Linked DNA regions of Mus musculus: all the other regions are linked to region 2. The links are chromatin contacts, called in public HiChIP or PLAC-seq and promoter capture Hi-C maps. All regions are on one chromosome and are shown on one strand. Each heading gives the region's core, a stretch centred on a gene start, on an enhancer-like site or on the middle of the called end of the contact. The rest is flanking DNA. Distances are from core to core; before and after follow the strand shown. Region 1 holds the start of Zfp3 (zinc finger protein 3). Region 2 holds the start of Kctd11 (potassium channel tetramerisation domain containing 11). Region 3 holds the start of Gltpd2 (glycolipid transfer protein domain containing 2). Region 4 holds the start of Arhgef15 (Rho guanine nucleotide exchange factor (GEF) 15). Region 5 holds the start of Aloxe3 (arachidonate lipoxygenase 3). Region 6 holds the start of Pfn1 (profilin 1). Region 7 holds the start of Camta2 (calmodulin binding transcription activator 2).

Evidence for each region. Promoter capture Hi-C pulls out the DNA fragments that hold promoters and counts their contacts. HiChIP or PLAC-seq counts read pairs in DNA pulled down with a chosen protein or histone mark. Capture Hi-C pulls out chosen DNA fragments and counts their contacts.
Region 1: a FOXA1 HiChIP or PLAC-seq map of pancreatic cancer cells shows a contact between it and region 2. The contact joins the promoter of Zfp3 here to the promoter of Kctd11 in region 2. A contact is called at or near these places in 1 of 39 promoter capture datasets (liver) and 1 of 115 datasets of contacts at active chromatin or transcription factors (pancreatic cancer cells).
Region 3: a promoter capture Hi-C map of liver shows a contact between it and region 2, with 3 times the contacts expected there. The contact joins the promoter of Gltpd2 here to the promoter of Kctd11 in region 2. A contact is called at or near these places in 2 of 39 promoter capture datasets (the C10 cell line and liver), 2 of 115 datasets of contacts at active chromatin or transcription factors (memory CD8 T cells and microglia) and 1 of 9 other capture datasets (adipose tissue).
Region 4: a contact with region 2 is called in a promoter capture Hi-C map of liver, with 2.1 times the contacts expected there. The contact joins the promoter of Arhgef15 here to the promoter of Kctd11 in region 2. A contact is called at or near these places in 2 of 39 promoter capture datasets (liver and pre-B cells).
Region 5: a promoter capture Hi-C map of liver shows a contact between it and region 2, with 2.3 times the contacts expected there. The contact joins the promoter of Aloxe3 here to the promoter of Kctd11 in region 2. A contact is called at or near these places in 1 of 39 promoter capture datasets (liver), 1 of 115 datasets of contacts at active chromatin or transcription factors (pancreatic cancer cells) and 3 of 9 other capture datasets (adipose tissue, liver and pancreatic islet).
Region 6: a promoter capture Hi-C map of pre-B cells shows a contact between it and region 2, with 2.1 times the contacts expected there. The contact joins the promoter of Pfn1 here to the promoter of Kctd11 in region 2. A contact is called at or near these places in 4 of 39 promoter capture datasets (the C10 cell line, liver, neutrophils and 1 more), 2 of 484 Hi-C or Micro-C datasets (B cells and CD4 T cells) and 2 of 115 datasets of contacts at active chromatin or transcription factors (effector CD8 T cells and memory CD8 T cells).
Region 7: a contact with region 2 is called in an H3K4me3 HiChIP or PLAC-seq map of bone marrow-derived macrophages, with 5 times the contacts expected there. The contact joins the promoter of Camta2 here to the promoter of Kctd11 in region 2. A contact is called at or near these places in 1 of 39 promoter capture datasets (liver), 2 of 115 datasets of contacts at active chromatin or transcription factors (bone marrow-derived macrophages and microglia) and 1 of 9 other capture datasets (liver).

Annotation. Positions count from the first base shown.
Region 1 is chr11:70,763,156-70,766,473 of GRCm38.p6, reverse strand. It overlaps Zfp3 (zinc finger protein 3), which reads right to left and starts at 2,027. Exons shown (of 2, transcript NM_177565.3): 1 at 1,925-2,027.
Region 2 is chr11:69,878,892-69,882,335 of GRCm38.p6, reverse strand. It overlaps Kctd11 (potassium channel tetramerisation domain containing 11), which reads left to right and starts at 1,351. Exons shown (of 1, transcript NM_153143.4): 1 at 1,351-3,444. The coding sequence starts at 2,126. The coding sequence ends at 2,824. Acap1 (ArfGAP with coiled-coil, ankyrin repeat and PH domains 1) reads left to right here. Exons shown (of 22, transcript NM_153788.3): 21 at 305-354; 22 at 611-769. The coding sequence ends at 711. It overlaps Mir6924 (microRNA 6924), which reads left to right and starts at 242; the gene lies at 242-304.
Region 3 is chr11:70,517,453-70,520,912 of GRCm38.p6, reverse strand. It overlaps Gltpd2 (glycolipid transfer protein domain containing 2), which reads right to left and starts at 1,704. Exons shown (of 3, transcript NM_146020.1): 1 at 1,435-1,704; 2 at 1,030-1,196; 3 at 177-942. The coding sequence starts at 1,695. The coding sequence ends at 405.
Region 4 is chr11:68,955,383-68,958,495 of GRCm38.p6, reverse strand. It overlaps Arhgef15 (Rho guanine nucleotide exchange factor (GEF) 15), which reads left to right and starts at 1,609. Exons shown (of 16, transcript NM_177566.4): 1 at 1,609-1,650. It overlaps Gm32273 (predicted gene, 32273), which reads right to left and starts at 1,509. Exons shown (of 3, transcript NR_168013.1): 1 at 1,458-1,509; 2 at 692-1,102.
Region 5 is chr11:69,124,494-69,127,746 of GRCm38.p6, reverse strand. It overlaps Aloxe3 (arachidonate lipoxygenase 3), which reads right to left and starts at 1,370. Exons shown (of 15, transcript NM_011786.2): 1 at 1,198-1,370; 2 at 217-421. The coding sequence starts at 1,344. n-TKctt27 (a tRNA gene) reads left to right here and starts at 2,499; the gene lies at 2,499-2,571. n-TQctg6 (a tRNA gene) reads left to right here and starts at 3,069; the gene lies at 3,069-3,140.
Region 6 is chr11:70,653,183-70,656,231 of GRCm38.p6, reverse strand. Pfn1 (profilin 1) reads left to right here and starts at 1,582. Exons shown (of 3, transcript NM_011072.4): 1 at 1,582-1,883. The coding sequence starts at 1,752. It also overlaps a transcript of Eno3 not described here.
Region 7 is chr11:70,686,111-70,689,375 of GRCm38.p6, reverse strand. It overlaps Camta2 (calmodulin binding transcription activator 2), which reads left to right and starts at 1,271. Exons shown (of 23, transcript NM_001190376.1): 1 at 1,271-1,490; 2 at 2,935-3,029; 3 at 3,210-3,265. The coding sequence starts at 2,999. It overlaps Inca1 (inhibitor of CDK, cyclin A1 interacting protein 1), which reads left to right. Exons shown (of 7, transcript NM_001252484.1): 6 at 232-391; 7 at 627-1,015. The coding sequence ends at 770.

The sequences.
Region 1 (3,318 bases), core at 778-3,277, 880 kb before region 2:
AATAAGGTCCTTAACTCTACAAACCTGGACTTGTTTTTGCAATGCACTGGAGGAGAAAAGTCTCAGAAACCTCATTCAGAAAGTTCTGACGAGCACACCTTACTAACGAGCAGTGACTAATGAAAACTACATATTATTGAGCCAGGATTAGCCAAATTCCATTACTCATCTGGCACAAGGCCCACCTCCTCCGGAAGTCCTCACTAACATCTGCAGGAAGGAGTCCTTGGTCCTCTGAAGCCAGTTTTCCCCTCGCCCCCTTCTCACCTTTCCTTAACTACAGTTTCCATGTTACTTCCTGTTTGTTGCTCTTTTCGAGGCCTTCAGAATGAATACTTCCTACGGCTCACAAAGCTCTCCTAATCGTGGCCGTTTCCTTTCCCCACATCCTACCTCACAGTCTTCAACAACAACCGGCAGCTGCAGGTGTGCTCAGTGTCCTGCAGGCCAAACACTGTCCATTCTTTAAAGTTTCTCTGCCTTCGGAAACAAATCATTCTCACTTCCTGGACTTAGCAAACATCTTCGCGATGCAGCTGATATGGACAGTCCCCTCCATCCTCTTTCTGATCTGCAGGCCCCAACAAGCGTTACTTCTTCATGCAGACATCATGCCACCGCATTATGCATTTGCTTTTCTCTAGGGCAGCGGTTCTCAACCTTCCTAGTGCCACTTCAACCCCATAGTACACACGTTGTGGTGACCTCCGACCATAAAATTATTTTCATTGCGTCTTCATAATTATAATTTTGCCATTACGAGTGGTAGTGTATATATTGTAAAGGGGATATTCAAGTCTCAGAGGGGTTGCACCTCACAGGCTGAGCACCACTGTTCTACAATGTGACCAAGGATGACATTCTACTCATCTTGTTAACCTCAGTGCTTAGCACATTTCTGATACCTGGAAAACATTAAGTGAGGTTTCTGAGCTATCTGGGTGAATGTCTGCAGTTGTTTTAAAGGTTAATTGAAGATTCCATTCACCATTGTCCCTAAAGAGACCAGAGCAGTGTCTGACAGATAACTGGTATCAACGTTTTATAAAAATAAGTTCTTAGCCGAGCACGATGACCCACACCTTTAATATCAGCACATGGAAGACAGAAGCAGATGGATCTCTGAAAGTCTTAAGTCAACCTGATCTACCTAGTGAGTTCAAGACTAGCCAGAGATATGTAGGGAGACCCTATCTCAAAAAAAAAAAAAAAAGTCAAACTAAGGCAACAACAAGAAAAGTTCTTTCTCCCAAGACACTATTTATCTTCCTCCTTTGGTATCCAGGATCAAGGGAACTCTGTCAATTCTGTGCTCAATTCAGTCTCATTTATGATTATTATTATTATTCTTAACTATGTGTAGTTGTGTGTTGCTACAGAGTTATAGATGTGTGTGCACATGAGTTACAGATGATACGAGGCGCCTGATTTGAGTTCTGGGAACCAAACTAGGGTCTTCTGGAAGAGCAGCAAGAACTACTGTGTCTTCTCTTTAGTCCCAATTCTATCATCTTTCTTTAACCTTAGTAAGCCAATGTCCTGCCTGCCAGCACAGGTCACAACATGCCACGGGGCCCCCAATTTTTGCCTGCTATTCGTTCTAGCAGTATACTTAGAGAATGAAATGAGAGAGAGAGAGAGAGAGAAGAAAAATAGGCATAGGTCTTTGGCATGCCCGTGTCGGAGCCTGCTTCTCCAGTTTCCCTGGCTGACAAGGCCTGCAAGCAGAATTAGGATCGGGCCCCTGACAGTGCCCAGGCTCCACCCTCTCCGTGTGCAAATGAGTAGGAGCCCCCGATGCCATAAAGTCCAAGGTCACACAGCAAACCCGAGTCAGGGGCGGGCCTACAGTCAGAACTCCAGCTCCAGGCCGGGAGCCCCGCGCCCTCCTCCCCCGGGCACGACGGAACCAGAGAGGCCTCACCGCTGGCGGATGCCGCCCACGCTCCCTCCGCCGGGCCCGAGGCGCTGCACCGCGGCGCGCACAGAACCGCAGCTGTTGTCTGGTGTCACGGGCGACCCACGCCGGCCACTTCCGGTACCGGGCGCACTGCGGCCAATCCGCGCGAGCCGCACTCGCGGGAGGAACAGGTGGCCAGCGAGCCCACGCCCCCATGCCCGTCTCAGCTTTCCCGTCTGCCGTTCTCGCCCACATTCACCCCATCTTCGCCCGGTCGGACAGGGCCGGTCGGCTAGCTGGAATGTCCCATGCACCTCGCGAAACCCACTGTGTCCCTTGACCACTGACGCGCAGGGTCCTCCCGGTTTCCTAGACGGGCCCCGGGGATGCACTTCCGCCCCGCAGCAGCCGCTCTGCGCGCCCCTGACGTTTCCGTGGGCTGGAAAACTCGAAACTCCGCCACGCTTCCCGCGGGGACGTGTCGAGCAGCCGCGTTTGTGCCTCACCTCCCGCTTTCCAAGAGTCTGTCAACTCCGGTTCCTAGATTTAGGGTGCGCCTGTCATCTTCTAGGAGCGAGGGGGGAGGGGAGGCCTGCTTTGAGGTCAGGAAGGCTTCAGGGAGTGATGCTTTGACAAAAAACTCAAGGTTGAGTGTGATTTCCGTTTTCCGCAGGCAATGGGAACTGCACTATTTGCTGGCCTTTCTCTCTTCTTGAATAAATTTGGTCTTTTAGCACAGCACGTATGTGACTATGAATGTGGTGATCCTCCTGCCTCAGCCTTCCAACTGCTGAAGTGAGCAACCAAGCCCAGTGAAGTAGATCTCTGTGTGGGGGAGGGAGAGGTTGAGGCAGTTAGGACTGGCCTTGAATTAATTATGCTCAGTGGTGGCCCTGGCTTGACTAATCACATTATCCCCTTCCTTCTGACTGGTCCAGAGGTGAACATTAGATACAAATAAGACTGAACAGTCCTTCCTTCCAGTTGCTATCTGGGAAGGTGGTGCAGTTTGAAGCAACATTTGTAAGGAATCAGGTCTTTTCTGAAGCCATGGTCTTTGTAATAGACCTAAACAAGGAGATCTGAACCGAGAAAAGGCAAAGGAGGCTGGGGGTGTGGCTTAGAGGTCGAGCACTTGCCTGGAATGTGCTAGGTAGGCCCTAAATTCAACCCCTAGTACTGTTAAACAAAATAAATAAATGAAATAAAAACAAGACATTTGAAGAAAAGGCAGGGGGGGTAACTAGTTTTGAGTAACTAGTTCTGAGGTAAGGGCTGGGGAGATGACTCATGGAGTTAAAGCACTTGCCATGCAGTGGAAGGACCTGAGTTCGAATCCCCAGAGCCCATGAGCAACTGTAATCCCGATGCTCCAAAATATAACAGTGCAGAATACACATGACTATTCCCAAAGGGAG
Region 2 (3,444 bases), core at 102-2,601:
GGGTGAGACTAACGTCAAAACCTGACTTGGAGGGTGAGGTCTGGGGTGTGTGTGTGTGTGTGTGTGTGTGTGGAGAGGGGTGTGGAGCAGGAGCATGGACCAGTTGGGTGAGATACTGAGAGTTCACCTGGGGAGCCATTATTAGGACACCAACATTGCAAAAATGTTCGTGAGTGTAAGCTTTTATCTTTAAGCACTAGTTATGGACAGACATTTTTAAGGAGTGACACAACTCAAGAATTGGACAGAGGATGGGGATTTGGCGAAGTTCCAGGTCTTTTACTCCTTAATCCCCACCCTTCAGGCTACGATTGGCAAAGATGAGGGAGGCTGAAGCGGCCCAGGGCCAGGCAGGTAAAGTAACCACGTATTTCACCCCGACCCCGACCCCAGGTCCATACCGAAATGCCTGACCCCTTAGTACCCAACTGCATTAATACCATTGTTTATTCAACAAACATGTTTTGGGCACAGCGAACGTGCCTGACCTGTGGAACAAAGGTACTGTACTTAGGATGCACCCACACTTTAAAGTGCTTACCCTGCCAGGACCACCCCTACTGTGTAGCCCGGCTGTCCAGCCTCCCAGTCTTTCCTCTGATTTCCTTAGGAGACGAGACGTATCTCGACATATTCCGAGACTTCTCCCTCATGGCGTCGGACGACCCAGAGAAACTGAGCCGTCGCAGTCACGACCTCCATACTCTGTGATTCCAGGCTCCTCCCCACCCTGCCCCATTGAAGTCTCCATTAAAGTCTCTCAGCTTGGCTTCTTTCTTAGTTCATTTACTGTGCGCCACCTGGGGGCCCGGCAGAGTGTTTGGCACACTGGCCACCCAGGTGCGGGTAGCCGTGGTTACTCAAGAGGCTAGGGTTTCTCTAAAGGAGGAAGTTGACTAGCACCCGGTGGCTTGGCGGGAGGGGCTTTCGAGCCCAGGGGACCAGGGAAGCCACCGCGTGGGAACCTGGGCTCGCTGGGATGGCCCGAAGGCATCCCGGGAATGCGATGGCTCAGCATCCGCCCCCTCGGGAGTTCCCGACCGGGATCCAACCCGGAGACGTGGATTCTCTCAGACTAGAAGGATGGACTGGAGACTCCATCCTCGACTAAGTTGTACTAGTGAGGTCATGCACATCTGCAGGGAACGCGGGGCCGTCGCGGCCACATCCGCAACGAAGCCTGTGAATCATTCCACCCCCGCTCCAGTCGGCCGGTCCAGCCTGTTCGCCCCATCTCTCGCACTGGCAAGGCCGGCTCCCACCCATAGCAGAGCCCGGCCAGCCCACGGGGGCGTAGGGCGGGGCGCTAAGGGGCGGGACTGTCGCTTAAAGGGCCACTGACCGCTGCCCTTAGGCCACTTCCTGGGGGTGGAGAGGACCTCAGTGCCTGCTGCGACAACCCAGGAAGGCGGTAACGCCCGAGCCCTGAGACACTGTTCCCAACAGAGTCCCGGGACACTCTCAGCTCTGACTGCAAGAGCATCGCCTCTCCCAAGCCATACAGAACTGCTGGCTACCGGCTCCTATCAGTTGCGCCTCCATCTTTTGGGACACACGCCCCTAACCCTGGCTGGGCCTCTGAACAGGTCCTCGGAACCCGACGTGGACTCTACAACTACAAAAGCTCAGAAACTCAAACTGATCCTTTCAGCGTCCGACCGGTGCTCACCACCGTCACCTGCTGGTTGAATTTCGGAAACCCACTGTCTGAAGAGTACAGGAGGGAATCGCTGACCACGCACAATCAGAAGCGTCTGGACCAAAAGCTCCCTGATCCTGTCTGGCTGCCGTCTGTTCCTTTCATCGGTTCTTTCATCCTCTCGGGGATTTTTGTGTCCTGAAGCCCCCAACCACCACCAAAGTAGCTTGGGTGAGCTACAAACTTTACTGTCTTGTTCTCCAACCTCTGCCTCCAACTTAGCAAGTCTGAACGTTACCACCCAATTCTTTCCAAACCCCCAAATATCTGCTTTTTCCTTCTCCTTGCCTGTCTCTTATATTACCCAAAATTTCCCCCCCTCCTGTGTCCTCTTTACCCCCTTCCTTTGGGGGTCCCGTGACCCTAAATGTGGGGGGAACACTATATTCCACTACACTGGAGACCCTGACTCGCTTCCCAGATTCCATGCTGGGGGCCATGTTTAGGGCTGACACCCTAATGCCAGCCAACCTTAACCCGCAAGGAGATGGCCATTACTTCATCGACAGGGATGGCAAGGCTTTCCGGCACATCCTCAATTTTTTGCGGCTAGGCCGTCTGGACCTGCCCCGTGGGTACGGAGAAACTGCCCTTCTTAAGGCAGAGGCTGACTTCTACCAGATCCGGCCCCTCCTGGATGCCCTGCGGGAATTGGAAGCCTCTCGGGGTACACCTGCATCCACAGCCGCCCTACTCCATGCAGATGTAGATGTCAGCCCCCGCCAGGTGCACTTCTCCGCTCGAAGGGGCCCCCACCACTATGAGCTGAGCTCTGTCCAGGTGGACACCTTCCGAGCCAACCTCTTCTGCACTGACCCTGAGTGTCTGGCTGCCATGCGCAACAGATTTGGTGTGGCCATTGGGGACAGGGCAGAAGGAGGTCCACATTTTCGGCTAGAGTGGGCCTCCCGCCCCCAGGAACTCCCTGAAGTAGAGTATCAAAGACTGGGGCTGCAGCCACTGTGGACTGGGGGGCCAGAAGATCGTCGGGAGGTAGCGAACACGCCTACATTCCTGGAGGAGGTGCTACGGGTGGCTCTGGAACATGGCTTCCGCCTGGACTCTGTCTTCCCAGACCCTGAAGACCTTCTGAACTCTAGATCCTTGCGCTTTGTGCGCCACTGAGGGTGCTGCCCTCCACTTGACTGCAGAGGAGGGGGATGAGTCAGCCAAGGGGCCTGTGGCTCTTCTAAAACCTCTTTCTAGTACTGGTGTGGTAGCTATGAAAGTCAGGGATTCCACCATACCTGGCCAGAGCCTAGAGCTGGGGTTCCCAGATCGAGCTGCCCCCTTCCACCCCACAAGACTCACGAATGGTCCAGAAGGTCTACGCGGGGGCTTATCCTGGGAAAGCATCGTGGATTCTCTAGCCTGTTTTTGCTTGAGGATGGGTCCTCTGTATTCAGAAGTGTGGCAAAGTAAGATAGCACCTCTTTGCCCAGGCTAAACCTAGCAGAGCTCTGGCGGGTTGAGCACTAGGTGGGAGGACTTTGACTTATCAAATGTAACCTGCTCCCTAGACTGTGGTTTCCTTTACTGGAGCTGACATCTTATCCTACAGTAACCATTAAGAGGCCAGGACTCTCTGGGAGGTTTCTTTACTATGTTCCAAGCCACCTATTGTGGGACACTCCATCCTAGGGTGACATAGGGAGCAAGGAGAACCTCCATCAACACGGGGGCTAGAGCTCCCTTCTGGAATTCCAGAGGATCCTGTATGGAAGTGGGGCTGGACCATGGTGTCC
Region 3 (3,460 bases), core at 455-2,954, 640 kb before region 2:
GAGGGCAGATCTGGACTGAGACTTGGTAAGCGCTGGCAACTGAAGCCATGGAGCAGCTGAAATGAGCTCAGGGGAATATGAGTCCTTCAGATGCAAAGAGCAGGGATAACAGGTCTTCCCACACCCTCCCCCAGCCCTTAAGCTAGCTCTCCAGTTATCATACATAACGCCGGATGTCGACAGCTACTAAAGCATTCTTTATTCTTCATTGCTTCTTCCAGCTTCCAGAGGCTGAAGATGAGAGGATCTCACACATCACTGAGACTGCCCTGCTGGGGGTGGGCCTTAACTGTGGTGACTTCACTAAAGAGGACCGCTAGCTACTCTCAGGCCGCCGGTAACCCTGAGTATGTACATCCCTTCCCAGAAATGCCTTTCTGGTCGGTCTCTTGATGCCGCGGCCATCAAGCCAGCTGGAGCAGGCCGTGGCCGGCCAGCAGGCCCTGGGTACGATTGTACACATCCTCCAGGACGCCGGCGGCCCGGGCCAGAGCAACCCGCGCGTCCGCCTCTCCTGTTCCGGGACACGCCAGCTGGAGCAGGCGACCGCGACTCGGGAGGGCCAAGATCGCCAGGCGAGCGGCCTGACGGATAAGCCATGGATGGTGCGGGGCCAGGGCGGTGCTGTAGGCTTCCCCGCACTGCGTGCCCGCATCTGGACCTCCAAGCGTCCCTGTCGCCACCCTGTGGAGGCAGAGCTGGGACCAGCGCAGCGCGCGATGCAACAAAAGTAGCGTTCGAGAGCCCGAGGACCCGGCTGAATGCCCAGGTTCGGTTCCCGGGCGCTGTAGCAATCCTGCTCCCCGCTCCCATGTGATCATAGTCATCAGCGATGTGTAGTGTGAAGCATTGGGGCCGTGCACACGAGCCTCGAGGTCGGTCACCTTGTTGAAGGCCTCGCTGGTGGCAAAGGCGAAGACAGTGCCAAGGGGAGTTAGGAACCTGTTTGGTGGTGGAAGTGGGGAGATGACTTGCGAAACCACAGAATCATTTGGAGGAAGATGGGCTTGGGGAAGGGAGACCACTCACCTAAGTAGTTCTCTCCATCCTGCCAGATACTGAGACAACGCCACATCCCCTTCAGGGCTCATACAGGCCAGGAAGGGGCTCACCATGCGACCCAGCGCCCCATGAGGCCCTAGACAGGGAAGCTCTTCCTTCTCTGGGACCACTAGGGGTCTGGCCGCTGGGCCAGTCTGGGAGATAGATATAAGAGATACATGAAAAGTTCCTAGCCTGCTAGGCCTACTTAGCCACTGTTGGGCCCTGAAGAATGTCCCTCAGGTTTAGCTGGGGTTCCTCCTGGTTATTCTTGACATCTGAAGGGGGGAGGGAACAGAGAGGGAGGAGCCTCCTTTCATTCGATTCTCAGTCTGGTTCCCCTGTTTCTTTGTTGCAGAGTCCCCAGACTCTGGCCTTAAAACTCAAACATACCTGGGAAGGTAGCGGTCTCTCTGGATTGCAGGACTGCACCCCTGCCGGGAAACTAAGCAGGGAGCCGAGGACTGGAGAAGGAGAAGGGAGTTTGAGTCCCCGCAGGCCGGACTGCTGGGTTCTCTGAGCTGGTAAGGGGAAGGGCCACTCATAGAAGAACCATATACTGATGTAAAGAAGTAACAGCGTTAAGATAGCGAAGGGAATTGCATGGCGGAACCAGCGTCCCAGGGCTGGGGACAGTGAGACCCCCATGACCATCGCTGGTGCACCTCACCTAGCTAGTTGGTGGCCTTTCCCTTCCCGTGGTGTCCAGAGGTGCAGAGAGTTAATAATTAATCTATTAAGGACCCCTCCCTTGTGTCCTTTGCCCTAGAGGTCAGATCCTAGGGTGAGAGACATAATGACGATTTGGGGGACATAATATGTGACCTGTCTCTGCATTGCCTTTACCTGTGGGGCTAGCTTGTCGTAAGAGGCAGCGTCTTGTGGGTTCTCCTTAAATCTGGACACGAATCCACTGTAAGCTGCAGATAATGGGCCTTTGTAAATCTCATGTGAGGATCAATTGATAACGCATGTGAAAGCATTCCAAGTGGAAAGCTGACCACAGTTGCCCAATACGTCTTACTTGTTAAGGCTCGAGGATGGGGCTTTAGGCTCTCTCTCTCTCTTTTTTTTTTTTTTACATTCTTGCCGAGAGGTCTGGAAACCTTGGGAATAAAAATTTCAATTCCCCAGGAAGCTTACTGGGCTTCTCTGAAGGAGCCACTGACAAAGAACCTTTAGCCAATGATGGCCTGAGTTAGGGAGGATAAGGCTGTAGCTGAGTCTGCTTGTGAGACTCCTGGCTGAAGAAGATAACAAAGCCAGAACTGAGCTGGCTTCCAAAAATCTTCAGGGTCTCACCAATTATAATAGAACTAACCTAGCACCTAATGAAAATGGTACTAATGTTACTGCTTTGACCCTTACCAATCATATTAGAGGTTACCTAGTCCTTCTGGGAAATTCCCCTAGACCTGCCTAAAAGGATGTCTTGCAAGCCCCTCAAGTCATTGCCATTTTGTTGTGACCCCTGCATGCTGGTAATTTCTGCAGAATAGACGCTCTTTGCCTTTGCACACTATTTGAGTCTGGGGCCTTCCATCAGTGATTCTTGGACATTATAATTTAATTTTTTGAGCTTCACTTTAGCGTTTCATTCATTAAATCAGTCATTACTTTCCTATGGCAGGCCCTACACTAGACCCCCAGAATACAAAAGTATTTTCATAGCTGGGCACAGTAGCTCAGGTCTTCATGTAACCTTAGGTATTTGGGAGGCTGAGATAGGAATATCAAAAGTTCAAGGCCAGCCTGGATAACTTATCTAGACTCTGTCTTAACATGCTTTATAAAAAGGGACACTCCAACTCTAGTGATAATGTTTAGGCCCAGCATCTGACATACCATTGTAGGTTTCCCTGTAATACAGACTCTAACAAGAAATGGCTATCCAGAACCCCTGTTAATCTTTATTCCAAGAAACTTAGAAAAGCACCCAAATCCACACATGGTGCGTGCCCAGGCAGACTTTGAGGAGTTTGTGCTCTGAGAACTAAAGTCCTAGGGAACCTGCCTAAAACAACAACAACAATGGGTGACCCCACCTGTGCTAAATATGCCCATGACAGGATCTGGCATTCTTTCCTTATTGAGGAGCAGAAAACCAGTGTGTAAGTGTTGACAGCACAAATACAGAGTCAGAAAACGAAGTAAACATTAAGCTTTTTAAAATAATAAAAATCAAATCAAGCCTTGTTCTGTGAACAACATTAAAAATCGTTTAAAAAATTTTTTTTAAAGTATAAAATGGGTTAGGGATATAGTTCAGTGGTAGTGTCTTCCTGGAATGTGCAAGACTCTAGGTGCAGTCCCCAGTACTGTGTGTGTGTGTGTGTGTCTGTGTGTCTGTGTGTCTGTGTGTCTGTGTGTGCACAGCTCAAGCTTCACTGGGGAGAGAGGAGAACCTTCTGGCTTCCTC
Region 4 (3,113 bases), core at 360-2,859, 920 kb after region 2:
CAATGTGGGTGCTGAGAACTGAACTTGAGTCCTCTGGAATAGCAGCAGTGCTTTCATCTGCTGAGCCATCTCTCAGTCCTTCCTTCCTTCCTCTTGATTATCTCCAGTTATGTGCCTCTGTGTGTGTGTGTATGTGTGCTATGCATGTTGGTGCCCTTGGAGGCTAGAAAAGGCTGTCTGTGGGAAGTCTGTTTGGATGTGTTCCTAAATGTTGAGCCTTCTCTGTAGCCCCCTTAGTTTCCTTTCTTTCACTCTGCAGCACTCAGATGGAACTCGGAGCCTCATAAACCACTTTAATGGGCTACTGCTAGCTCACACCTCCAGCCTGGATTTCCTTTCCTTTCCATTTTTTTCTTTTTTTCTTCTTTCTTTCTTTCTTTTTTTTTTTTTTTTTTTTTTTTTTTTTGAGACAAGACCTGACCAGGTAGCCCAGTGGATTGAAATTTTAGAGTAGCCAGAACAGACCTCTTTGAGAGGGTTCCTTCCAGCTGCCCAGAGAACATGAAGAAATGCTTCAGGGAGATTTCTGGGAAGATTTTCAGGCATTAGGAGAACTCCAAAAATCCTAAGGTAGGAATAGGCCTGAAGGGAGAAGCTGGGAAATAGGGCAGATTGTGTGGTCCCTTAGAAAGACTAGGTTTTTTGGCTTTCTGCAAGAAGGGGTTTAAACCATCTTTCAATACAAGCTTACCTGATTTTTCTTCCCAGTGTCTTGATGTGTGCCCACGGAGTAACATCTGACAGGAACTTGCCCCTGCAACCCCCACCAGTCTCCCTCCCTCCTTTCTCCCCCAGCATTGACTTCCAGGACATTCGCTGTGGGAGCTTCCCAGTGCAACACTGAGAGCTGGGGCCTCCCGAGGAACTGGGAACACAGAATAGTGAGCAGCAAGTCACTCTACAGATCCAGGGGATCCCCTTCCCCACCACCCTCAACACTCACAACCCTGGTCTGACACAATGGCTGGGTGGGGCCAAGGCACTGGCTTCCTCTGCGGAGATGGAAATCTGGGCCTTCAGTTCCCGCCTCAGAGACGCAGGAACAGTTATCTGGAGAGTTTGGGCGGCATTTGGTGCTCCGAAGGGACAGGGGAAAGATTTGCTGAAAACAAAAAAACGACCTCAAACCATAGAGGTAAATTCCTGGTGGGGTGGGGTGGGGCCTCTGCAGATGTGGGGGAGGGTGGAGAAGAGAGGATCCCTCAGTGCAAAGTGTGGTTGGCTCACACCAAGGTTGGAAGATGGGGACGTAGACAGTTGTGCAAGCCAGACATCCCTTAGCTAAGAGGGAGGCATGAAGATGGTCATGCCGTTCTGCCAGCCCAGCTTGCCCAGGGCTGCCCACCCTCATTTGAACACCCTCCCACACACACACCCGCACCGTCACACACACACACCCCTCCCGCCACGCAGCAGTACAGGTGAGGGTGCATCGGAAACTAGCCTCCTCTGCATACCTGCGTGCCAGTCTTCTCTAACCTCCAACATCTTGGATGCCGGATTCCTCACATCCTCTAGGCCCGGTGTGCGCATGTGGAGCCTGGTGTGGCTGGGGGTGGTGGTGTCCGGTTGGGAGGAGGATCGGATTCCTGTTTCCTGCCCCTACTCACTCAGCTCTCGGAGGTGACTGGGAGTGGAGGGAACTGGAGGGTAAGTGCTTGGGGTCCCCCGACTCTCTGGGCTCATTCTGGAGTGGGTAAGGAAGTAACATGCGGTACCCGGTATGGGGAAGGGTGGGTTCCCTGAAGGTGCAGAGACTGGGGAACAGGAGGCCAAGCTTGGGTAACCACACTGACTGGTTGGTTTATTGGCACCATGCAGGGGCCACTGAGTGAGCTGCAATCTAAGGGGTTCCTGATAGCCATCTTTTCTCAACTTAACCTGGGACTGGAAGGCTATGATTTCTGACTGCCATAGGGAATTTAGAGGCTCTCTTGTGTCCCAGCTCTTCTCCCCATCCTCCTGATCCTCAAGAGGTAGAGTAGCACAGGTCCCACCGTCCCTGGGCTGCTGGTTCTGTGCCTCAGCCTGAACTTGTAGCCACCTCCCTGGCATTAGACAGGACCCAGAGTCAAACTGGAGCCTCTTTCTATGACCAGACCCAGGTGTGGCAGGAATAAGAGGATGGGAAGCAGAAGAGACCAGGCTGGGGCCTCCTGGTCTCCTGGGGTCAGAGGCTCCAGGAATCTTCAGGGCAGGAAAAGGAGACTAAAAATAATCCGGAAAGGGAGAGTCCGGAGAGAGGAACTGGGAAATGGGAGGGGGGAGGAGAGGCAGCCAGAGTAGGGAAACAGTGATGCATCCCTCAGCTCCTGCACCACACACACACACACACACACACACACACACACACACTCACTCACTCACACACACACTCACACATACACACACTCACAATACACACTCACACACACATATACTCACACACACATACATACCACACACACACTCACACCACACACTCACACACACATACACACCACACACTCTCACACACACACTCACACATACACCACACGCACACACACAAACACACACACTCACATATACACACACTCACACATACACACCACACAACACTGTCACACACACACTCACACATACACCACACACTCACACACACCACACACCACACAAACACACACACATACACACCACACACACACACTCACACATACACACCACACACACACTCTCTCTCACACACACATACACACCACACACACTCTCTCTCTCTCACACACATACACACCACACACACCACACACACTCTCTCACACACACACCGCACACACCACACACACACACACACAGTGCTCGAACCACATATTTCTTGATGTGTCTGTGACCAGCCACGACTGACTCCACTCTTCCACAACACAGCTTCCCAGGGCACACTCAACTCTCACTCATCCAGCCCTGGTTAACAGCGCACACCCGCTTACATAAACTCCTACACACAGCAACTACACCAGCAAGGTGATTTCTCCTCATTGAATCTTGCTACCCCTGCCTCCCCATCCTCCCCAACGGCCTGTCCCTACCTCCCCCCCCCCCCCCCCCCCCGTCCTCTTGGCTTGACTGTGGCAGCAAAAATCCTAGAGAAGCTGGAC
Region 5 (3,253 bases), core at 121-2,620, 750 kb after region 2:
TGAGCCTGTCTGTGTGTACCTCCAGAACAATAAACACTACCCAGGAAGCTCTTGCATGTCAGGACTTTAGCAGTGCTCTTTATCAGACACTGTTGCTTTGGGATCCCGGCATTCCTAACCCCAGTCACATTCCCTACGCGCCGAGTTCTGTGAGACTCCATTCCTAACCTCACACGAAGCCTCTGCAGTACTGTGCAGTCTCTGTCCCTTGCCCACCTGTTCCTGGCCGCAGCTCCACAGTACAGTAGCCATCGATCCACTGGTAGCAGGGAAAGTGGACAGCAGAGCCATCGGGGGCAGTGACACAGATTCGACTGCAGTACCAAGGGTCCTTGCAGAAGAAAGCAAAGCGCTCCTTGTGTAAGCGCAACAGCAAGATCTCACCCAGCTCTGCTTCACAGCGCACCTTATACTTCTGAACCTGGAGTGAGGGAAGCAGCAAGCAGGCCTTTGAGCAACCAGGAACTGTCGAGGACATCTTTGCACTCTGAAGTGTGCATCAACACCGCTACCTTTCTGGGATATTGGCCTGAGCAGTCGTTGATCCATGTGGTTCCTTTGTGTGATTGAGAGAAAGAGCCCGTCTCCATCCAGAGAGGAGCAGGCACCATACTCAGTGCCTGAGTGAATTTTTGTAGGGATTCCTACCCTCACTGCCAGTAGTTCACTTTCATGTAGGGTCATTAGCAAACTAAACTAGCGACCGACAAAGCAGACCCCTCCCAAAGAACAGGAGACCCATGATCTGATCAGAGGAATCAATTTGGTCAAAGCCTAGTGTCAATTAGGGGAGGAGCCAGGCCAGGCAGTGGTGGCTTTTAATTCCCCCTGCACTCAGGAGGCAGAGGCAGTCAGATTGCTAAGTTCAAGGCCAGCCTGGTCTACACAGAGAGTTCTAGGACAGCCAGGGCTACACAGAGAAACCCTGTCTGGAAAAACCACAGAAAATAATAACAATAACAACAATGATAGGAGAAGCCAGGAAGTTAGGGGAAGTCCCCAGAATCCATTCCAAATGCCCTTCCCCACAGCCCTGTCTCAGAACAATTGGTATGGTTTATCGTCTCCCAAAAGTCAGGGATGTCAAAGAAAATGATCACAGGACATAGCAGGCATCCTGAGTTCAGCAGGACTTGACGAATCCAACAAGAATAATCCTCACTTCCTTCAGGTTCCCCATCTCTCCTCTGTACTCACCGATCCAGAGGCGAAGTCCCTGCCTACGCGATCCAGCTTCTGCTTAGGGCTTTCACCACAGGTGCCTACCAATGTAGCATAGATGTTATCCAATGTGCCAGCCTTCAGGTAGGAACCAGTGGTCACACACAGCCGATATACTGCCATGACTGGACCCAATAACCCCAAACCAGTAGCTAGCCTAGAGAAGGTACGCTACAGGTAAGAGAGAGTCAGCTCCTGGGCAGGAGGCTGGGGGCTGGGGAAGGGTGGGCCTGAGGAAGGATCCAGCTCTAGGACGTTCCTGGGCTCGCGCGCGCTCTCTCTCTTTCTCGATCTCTCACGGCAGCTCCGCTGGTAGCTCGGGAGTACTATCCCCACCCACCGACTTGCACCCTAATACTTGTTTGCATGCCTCTGACACAGCCTGTCCCTCTGGCTGGCTCATCCAGATGGATATCAGAAGCCTGGGCCCATTGGTGAGGGAGGGAATAAGGAAGGAGGGACCAAGTGGCAAGTGGAAGACAGGGAGGAGGTGACGCGTGTTGGGACACTACTTTGTGTCTGATCAGTGGCTTGACTAATGTCCTGAAGCCCATGTTCACCCATTCCCCAGATTCCACCTAGAGCCTTTTCCTCCTATTTCCAAACCAGAAATGGGCACCAGAACACCAGAATTCCTACATGTGAATCACCCACGTGAATCACACCGTGCATCGGAAAGCTGCACCAATTCATAAATGCCAGGTGACCTCATCAACAATCAAGTGAATAACACACATCTTAGCACGTGACAAGGCCATCATGTTCTCCTTCCTGCCACCGACCCACCCATCTCCTCCTAAAGTCTAGTCTTCTCTCTGTCTCCAGTTTTTGTTATTCCCGACCTCAATCACTCCTTTGAGATAGGACCTGCCTGCCAAGTGAGTGGAAGCCTGCCCGACAGCATCTGGAGGCCCTCATGTGACATTCTTTACGCTCCAGGTCCTCCCTCAGCCAGCCTGCTGAACCGTGGGAGGCACCCTGTATGCCCTAGGTGTCCAAGATATAGGTCACAAGGACCAGGGAAGAAAAAAAATAGACTCTACCGGGGAAACCTGTGGCCCGCAGCGGCCCCGCGTGGCTGGTCTAGGCACCTCTAGATTCCTGCTTGAGTGGCGCTCCTGCCCTCCTTAACTTCTAATAAAAGCCGAGGCGTTAGCGACTAGGTTTCAGTAAGTCAGAGTCTCGGACAAAAACGAACTTCATCCTTTAAATACACACAAGAATACGTAGGTATCATAATAAATTCATTTAGGCAAAAGTGGAGAGCTTTGCTAAGAGCCCGGATAGCTCAGTCGGTAGAGCATCAGACTTTTAATCTGAGGGTCCAGGGTTCAAGTCCCTGTTCGGGCGCTTAGCTTTTTGTGGGAATCTGCACTTACAAACACTATTGTTAGGCTGTCTTGTTTGACAATAGCTCTATAATAACAAAGTAATTGCATTCTTTTTAAAAGGAAATGTAAATTGAACGTAAGTTCCGAACAATCAGAAGAGGGAACAGCATTACGTTAAAGTACTAGCTATACAAACGAGGAATACATCAAAGAGAGTAAAAAGAAAATGGGGAAGTTAATATTATTAATATTAATAATATACTTCATTTACTACAATATTTGAAAATCTTATTTTAACCCTAATTGGTGTTTTAAAATCCGCATTTTAACGAATTTTTAAATTATCTTCCTTAATTTTCATGTTTAGAAGAAAGCACTCATATTTCAGGTACTCAATAATCACATTTTAGTAGTTGGCTTCATGTGTTTGTTTTGGTTTGTTTGAATAAATGGAGTGATATGCAAAATGGGATATAGAATAATGTATATAATTTCTGAGAGCACTACAGAAGAGGGGGTTCCATGGTGTAATGGTTAGCACTCTGGACTCTGAATCCAGCGATCCGAGTTCAAATCTCGGTGGAACCTTAGCATTTTGCTAGTACATCAACATAATAAATATATTTGTTTGTAATTTTTCATGCTTAGTATGTCTGTTACAGATATTCTAGTATAATTTTTTAAATTACACTTATATACAC
Region 6 (3,049 bases), core at 333-2,832, 770 kb before region 2:
TTTGTGGGAGCCTGGCGGGCCGGCTGGTTTCCCAGGGCGCCTCATCTTTTCACTCGCCGGCGCTGGAGCTGGTGACTCACGCGGCGGCCGGCTCTCGAGCGCTCCTCCCCGTCGGCCCTCCCCACGGGGTCGCCCTCCTTGCCTCCACCCTAGGGTCCCCACCTGTCGTGGCGTCCCTGTCCCGCCCCTCCTCTCTTATCTCCTGCCGCTCCCTGCGGGATTTTTCCACCCCCGGGCAGGAGGCGCGCAGATCAGAGGTCAAGGGATGGCGGGCGCAGGCCGCCACGTGCCCCAGCGCGGCCCCGCCCGTGACTCAGCCACGCGGCTGTCGAAGAACCTCGGCTGGGGGGCGTGGGGAGCCAGAATTTGGGGATGAACGTCAGGGAACCCAACCCGGCTCCAAAAGGCAGCGAACCAAGTACTTCCACTGGGAGAGGCTGCACACCCTGGCGCCCCTCCTCCGAGGGACCGGAAGCGGCCGAGCCCCTCGGAGGCCAGGGTCCCGGGTGACTCCTTTACTCCCTCCAGCCTCAGTGGCCTGCCATTCGCCCCTAGACCTGCTCGGCGGCGAGTGAGCTGACCGCACATAAATACTTAGCAAAAGTTTTTCTGGAAAAGAAGAAAGCCCCAGTGCGTCCAAAGTAGAGGGGACTTTCCTCTTCTTATAAAAGTTGTCATCCTTGGTACTTTAGTATTCTTCCGCCTTGAAAAATGAGTCCCGTCGTGTCACCCGGGTGGCGCCCCTATTCAGTGACCTCTGTAGACAGGGTTCAGGCATGGGGCGAGGCTGAGCTGGAGCGGATCCAGCGAAGGGAATGATTCCTCGGGAATCTAGGGACGCGCTCGAATGAACCCAACGTGTGCGCTGTACATGGCAGACGGTTGGGACAGGTGCCCTGGTTGGAGAGACCTTTAGTACTGAAAATGACTAGAGTATTATATCGATTTCACTTTTGCTCCCTTATCGTTTAGATAAATGTGGAGAAGGCAGCAGGGCCCAACCCGGGGCGTCTGCCCGTCCCGACTGCTGGGGACGCGTCTTCCCTCCTCGGATGGTCCAAATGTGTCCCGCCAGGCGCGCGCTCACGCAGCCAAGCCGCTAGCCCCAACCGCCCCACGCGCTGGCTTCTCACTGCCCCGGCGCAGGCGCGGGCGCACGCGCCGCCGCCCGCCGTTCCTTCCCTCCCGCGGAGGTGGGGGTTGGGGGGTGGAGGAATGATTCGGTTTAACCCTGGGTTCCCCGAACCCACTTCAACTTGCTCAACCTTACTAATTTTCTTTTTTTTTTTTTTTTCTTTTTCTTTCCCTGCTTCCTCTGGCTTCCTCCTTCTATAGCCAAGTGGTATTCAGGATGAATCGGAGCGAGCCCTAACCTTAACCTCTCCTGCCACCACCACTCTATATAGCCTTTGGCGTGGCTTTCCATCGAACTCGGCAAATTTTGCAAAGTGGGGGGAGGGTTTTTTAAAAATTGCATTTGCAAAAGTTCGCTATCTGGCCCGGCGGGGGGGGGGGGAGGATGGAGGGAGGGAATGGGGCGCAGGCCCCGCCCCGCCGCCCTTTGCAAATAAAAATCTAGAGGGGGGGGGGAGGAGCAGGAAGTGGCGGTGCGAGGGCTGCTGCACAGCTAACAGAGCCGCGTTCCGGACGGCAGCGCGTGCCCCGAGCTCTCTGCCTTCCCCCGCCCGCCAGCCCGAGCCCGAGCCCGCGATCCCAGCAACAGCCCGCAGAGCAGCCCCAGCAGCAGCGCCATGGCCGGGTGGAACGCCTACATCGACAGCCTTATGGCGGACGGGACCTGTCAGGACGCGGCCATCGTAGGCTACAAGGACTCGCCCTCCGTCTGGGCCGCCGTCCCCGGGAAGACCTTCGTTAGCATTACGGTACTGCGAGGCTCGTGCGGTCCCGAGCAGTGACCGGCCTTAGACCCTCTGGGGGACTGGGGTGGGGGCGGGCGCAGGCGAGCGAGGGCAGCGGGAGGCCGTGATCCGGTCCTCTCCCATCGGCGGGGCGAATGGCGGCTGCGTGAGACTGGCTCCCTCTGTGGTTCCCCGGGCTCTACGCCCCTCGGCGGCGGCGCCCATCTCGCCCGCCGCCCCGCTTTCTGCGACCGGGCGTTACATCCGGGGCCCAGGGCGGGGAGGGGCGCGGCGGCCGGTGCGGCGGCCCACTTCCGCCTCCTCCAGGGCGGGGCGGGCACGCGCTGCAGTTTTAGCCCGGGATTATGATTGATAAGGGGCTCCGGAGCCTGGACTCCCCTTCGGGCCGAATGCTCGCTCTCCCTCCACCATTGTTCCCCCTGACGCTGATGGGAGCGCCAGGCGCGTGGCCTTGGGCCCGGGCCGGACCTCGGTAGCCACCCTGCCCCTCCCAGCTCCGTTAGAGAGGGCGAGGCCGCCACACACACACACACCCCCCAAGTCGGCACGTTAGCCTCAACATTCCTGGGAGGCCGATTCCGGAAGTCCCCTCGCCCTCCCTTCCCGCCATCCGCCCGGGCCCGGCGTAGGGGAACTTTGTGAGAAGTTCTGAGACGGTAAAAGTGAAGGAATAAGGTTGCTGCTGTCCCTACCACCACCTTCCCTGACCACACTGCCCGGAAGTGGGGAGGGGGAGCGGAAGTTCGAATGGGGGGAGGGGATTTCCGGGCGGGAGGGTACCGGATATAGGGGTTTGGGGGTTTAAGGGGGAGAAGGAGAAAGGTTCTCTGGGATGTCTAGACTCACACACAGACTAGTCTCCTGCCCTAATAAACTTTTTGAACTTAATTAGAGAGCCCCCGGGGTCAGCTTCCTTATCTTGGGGCATAGCTACCTGGACCCAAACTCCAGGTTACCCGGAGACCCAGGCGTCCGGGCTCCTAACAACGCCTGCAGAACCTTTGACCAAATAAGGACAAAGTTACTTCTCCTCCCTTCCTACCCCCTCCCTTCCCCTCTTTGCTTCTGCTTTTCCTGAAGGGCTGTTCTGAGCATCCAAAGGCTCCCCCTCGATCATTGATCGATTTCTGGTACCCAGCATTTGCTTTCCCTATTAAGCATGAACATCT
Region 7 (3,265 bases), core at 22-2,521, 810 kb before region 2:
AGGCGTGACATGGCCCATGATTACAAGAAAGCACATCGTTAATTGGGGGTCACTGTTTGGCCCCTGGATCAAAAATTCTTGTCTGTGAAGAACAAAAAGTTGGGGTGAATTGAAGGTCAGTGGTAGCACCTGTGATTCTCAGCAAGAAGTGCTTCAGGCCAGGGGTGAGGGATGAAGAGACTGGAAGACTGACCTCCAGGCACTAGTCTCCTCCATCTAATGTCTCCACAGACTGAAGAGGGCCCAGTGGGGCAGCTCTGATGCTACACCTGAACTTCCAGCACTTGAAGAGGGCTTTGAACTCCTAAGCACTACAAAATACTTTGACGTGGAAGAAGAGAGGGCAACCTATCCACAGAAAGAGACTTATTCTGTCACTCCCAGAGATCAGGTAAAACTGGAGAGGAACACAGTAAGGTTAGGGAGGAAGTCAATTCATAATCAAATGGGGATGTGGCAGAAGCCAAGAGCCAGGTAGGATAGCTGGTTTAAGGACGAAAAGTGGTCAAGAAACTGAGCTTTTGAGGGTATGTGCCTGAATTTGGCAATTAAGAAATCTGGAGAGAGTCCTGTTTTTCCATTCTTGCTTTTCTTATCCCCTTGCTCTCAATTGCTCTCACCTACAGCTGCTTTGGACTCCCTGGACTCCTGTAGGCCAGCAGGGGACTTATGCCTCTGGGCAGCTAAGCTCTTTGACCTACAGCACTGCTACAGCCAGAAAGAACCCCGTTTACGATCCCCAGGCGATGGAGTTGGAGTCTGAGGAGTAGTGGGAAATCATCCAGGCCCAAGCTACGGGACCCAAGATCAATTCAAACATCAGGACTCCCTAGTGCTGGCTTCAGAGCGGATGTTTTCTATCTCTGTTGTCTCCATCCCATAGCGTAGGCATTCACAGCCCACTTGAGTTCCTATCTAACTGCCCAGTACACTCGCAGCCGGGTTTTTCTCTAGGCCAGAACCTGGTCTTGTGTTCTCTCTGTTCTGTTATTAAAGAGCACCAAATAGTCTTGTTTCTGTGCGAGGTAGTGATGGAAGGGGAATGAAAAGGCGGACTCCGTTGATTTTTTTGAGGATTCAGGACAATGAAGTTAGGCTAGGTCCCTAAATTTGCCGAGTCTCGCCCGAGGCCAGAAGAATTCTGCATTCTCAAGCACTCTCCTTTGCCTCCAGGGCTCTGGCCCTGGACCTCTGCCCACGCCCCATCCTCCTGCGCCCACAAGTCACGTCAATCGGCCGAGCTTCCGCCTCCGGATCCCGGTTCTCCTCAGCGCTATTGCCTCTTTAGGGACGGTCCAGCAGCGCGTCTCGTAGACTGGCCCAGAGTCCCAAGTGTGCTGACCCCAGGTTCCCTTCCCGACCCCCGTTCCCTTAATTGGGAGGCCCCGCCCCGTGCGCACTGACGTCGAACGCCGCTGTCAGCCGGCGCTAGGGGGGGTCGGTTTGGGGTAGAATGGCCGCTGCCGCCGTCACCCGCGGGACCCCGGGAGGTAAGAGCCAGGGCCTCTAGCCCGCCTCTCCGCCCCCGCGCCAGGGGGCGCAGCTCCACGCGGCCCGGGTGTGGAGCGCGGCGCTGGGGACCACCGTCCCTCCACCCCGTTTGCCCCCACCTCACCGCTTCCGTCCTCTTTCCCCGCGCCAGGGGGCGCCGCTAGGCGCAGGGCCCCTTCACGGATCAGAGAGTGCGGGGAGAGTCCCCAGACCCCCTCCCCGGTCTCCCGCACTGCCCCTTGCTGCCAGGTGTTCATGAACTCTGCTCAGCTGCTTCTCCAGAACATCCGGGTTTGCGGGCGGGACCCCCTCCCACCTCCGGGGTTCTCCCAGGACCCCTGCCCCCTTTGGGGAGAGCATCCCACCCCCGGCGACAGTCTTAGACCACCGCTCTCAGGCCCGCAGTCTCATCCGGCTCCAGCTCTGCACCCTGGCAAACTGCCTAGCCAGAGCTGCGCACCTGCACCCTGGGGTGGACTTTTTATCCCAACCCTAGCCTCTCTGCACACCTCCGATCCGATCCTGAATGGGCTTCCACCCCCTCTCCATCCCCGGACACCTGGCAGAACCCGCGCAGAGAGCCTCCTCCAGCTCCCATCTGTTCCTCAAGAGGGCGGAGGCTCAGGCTGGAGCCAGAGCAGTAGAGGGGATATGGTAGGCTGGGAGCCAGAGAAGAAGCAGAGGTTGGGGAAATAGGAGTGTTAGGGTGAAGTAGAATTCTAGCTGCAAAGAGGAAGCCGGCATGTCCCACCCGGAAGCTTACTCCAACATGTCTATTCCAAATTCTCCCAGCCCCTGACCAACCTGAGAGAGAGCACATGAGGTCAGTTATCAGCTCTACCCTTCCTCTTAGAAAAAGTCAGAGAGAGAAGGAAATTGGGGTGTGTCTTCAAAGGCCCAGCTTGTTACCGGACTTGGACTTAGATCTGCTTTCCTTCAGCATCCAGGTTTTCTTGCCAAGCCATCCTCCTCCTAGGACCAGAGCCCCAGCTCTCACAACTTGCCTACCCTTCCCTCTAGCCTTGCTCTCCCTTCCTAAACGTACCCTGAGTTCTTTTTTCTGTTTGATTTTTCCGTGGAGAAATAGATCTACTAACTGACCTCACCTACTCTCTCTCAGGTCGGTCAGGGCCTGTGAGAATCTAGGTTAGACATGCAGGATCCAGCTTCCTGCCCTAGGGAATGCTCCAGCACTGTGAGCATCCCCCACTCATCCCTTTCTTCTGAGCACCCTGTTCTGTCTTGTCTCCCCACTCATGTTGGTTCCTGGTACTATGTTCTTTCATCTCTGTTCTCTGGTTCTGCTGTCACATTCTAGTTCCACATTTTCTTCATCTTTCCCAGATGTCAGCACTGAGTTCTAAACCCCTTTTATCACACCAAGCTCCTCATCTTGGGTTAATGTGGGGGCTTCTTCCATGACCTTATTCTCTCCTTTTCCAGCACAGACTCCCCCTCCCCCCGGCCCCTCAGGCCGGGGGTGACCTGGCCCCCTGGAACCTTCACCATGAATACCAAGGACACCACTGAGGTTGCTGGTAAGTTCACAAAATGGGTTCTCAGTTTGGACACAGCCTTTTTTTGCTACTCTCTGGCCCTCTGAGTCTTTGCTCCCCTTGTCTCTTGTCCTGGTTACAGTTTCCCCAGGGTTCTGGATTATATTTGGCTCTCTTCCTCTGTTTTGCCTCTAACAAGGCTCTTCCTCCGGTCCCCTCTAGAGAATAGCCACCACCTGAAGATCTTCCTCCCCAAGAAATTGCTGGAGTGTCTTCCT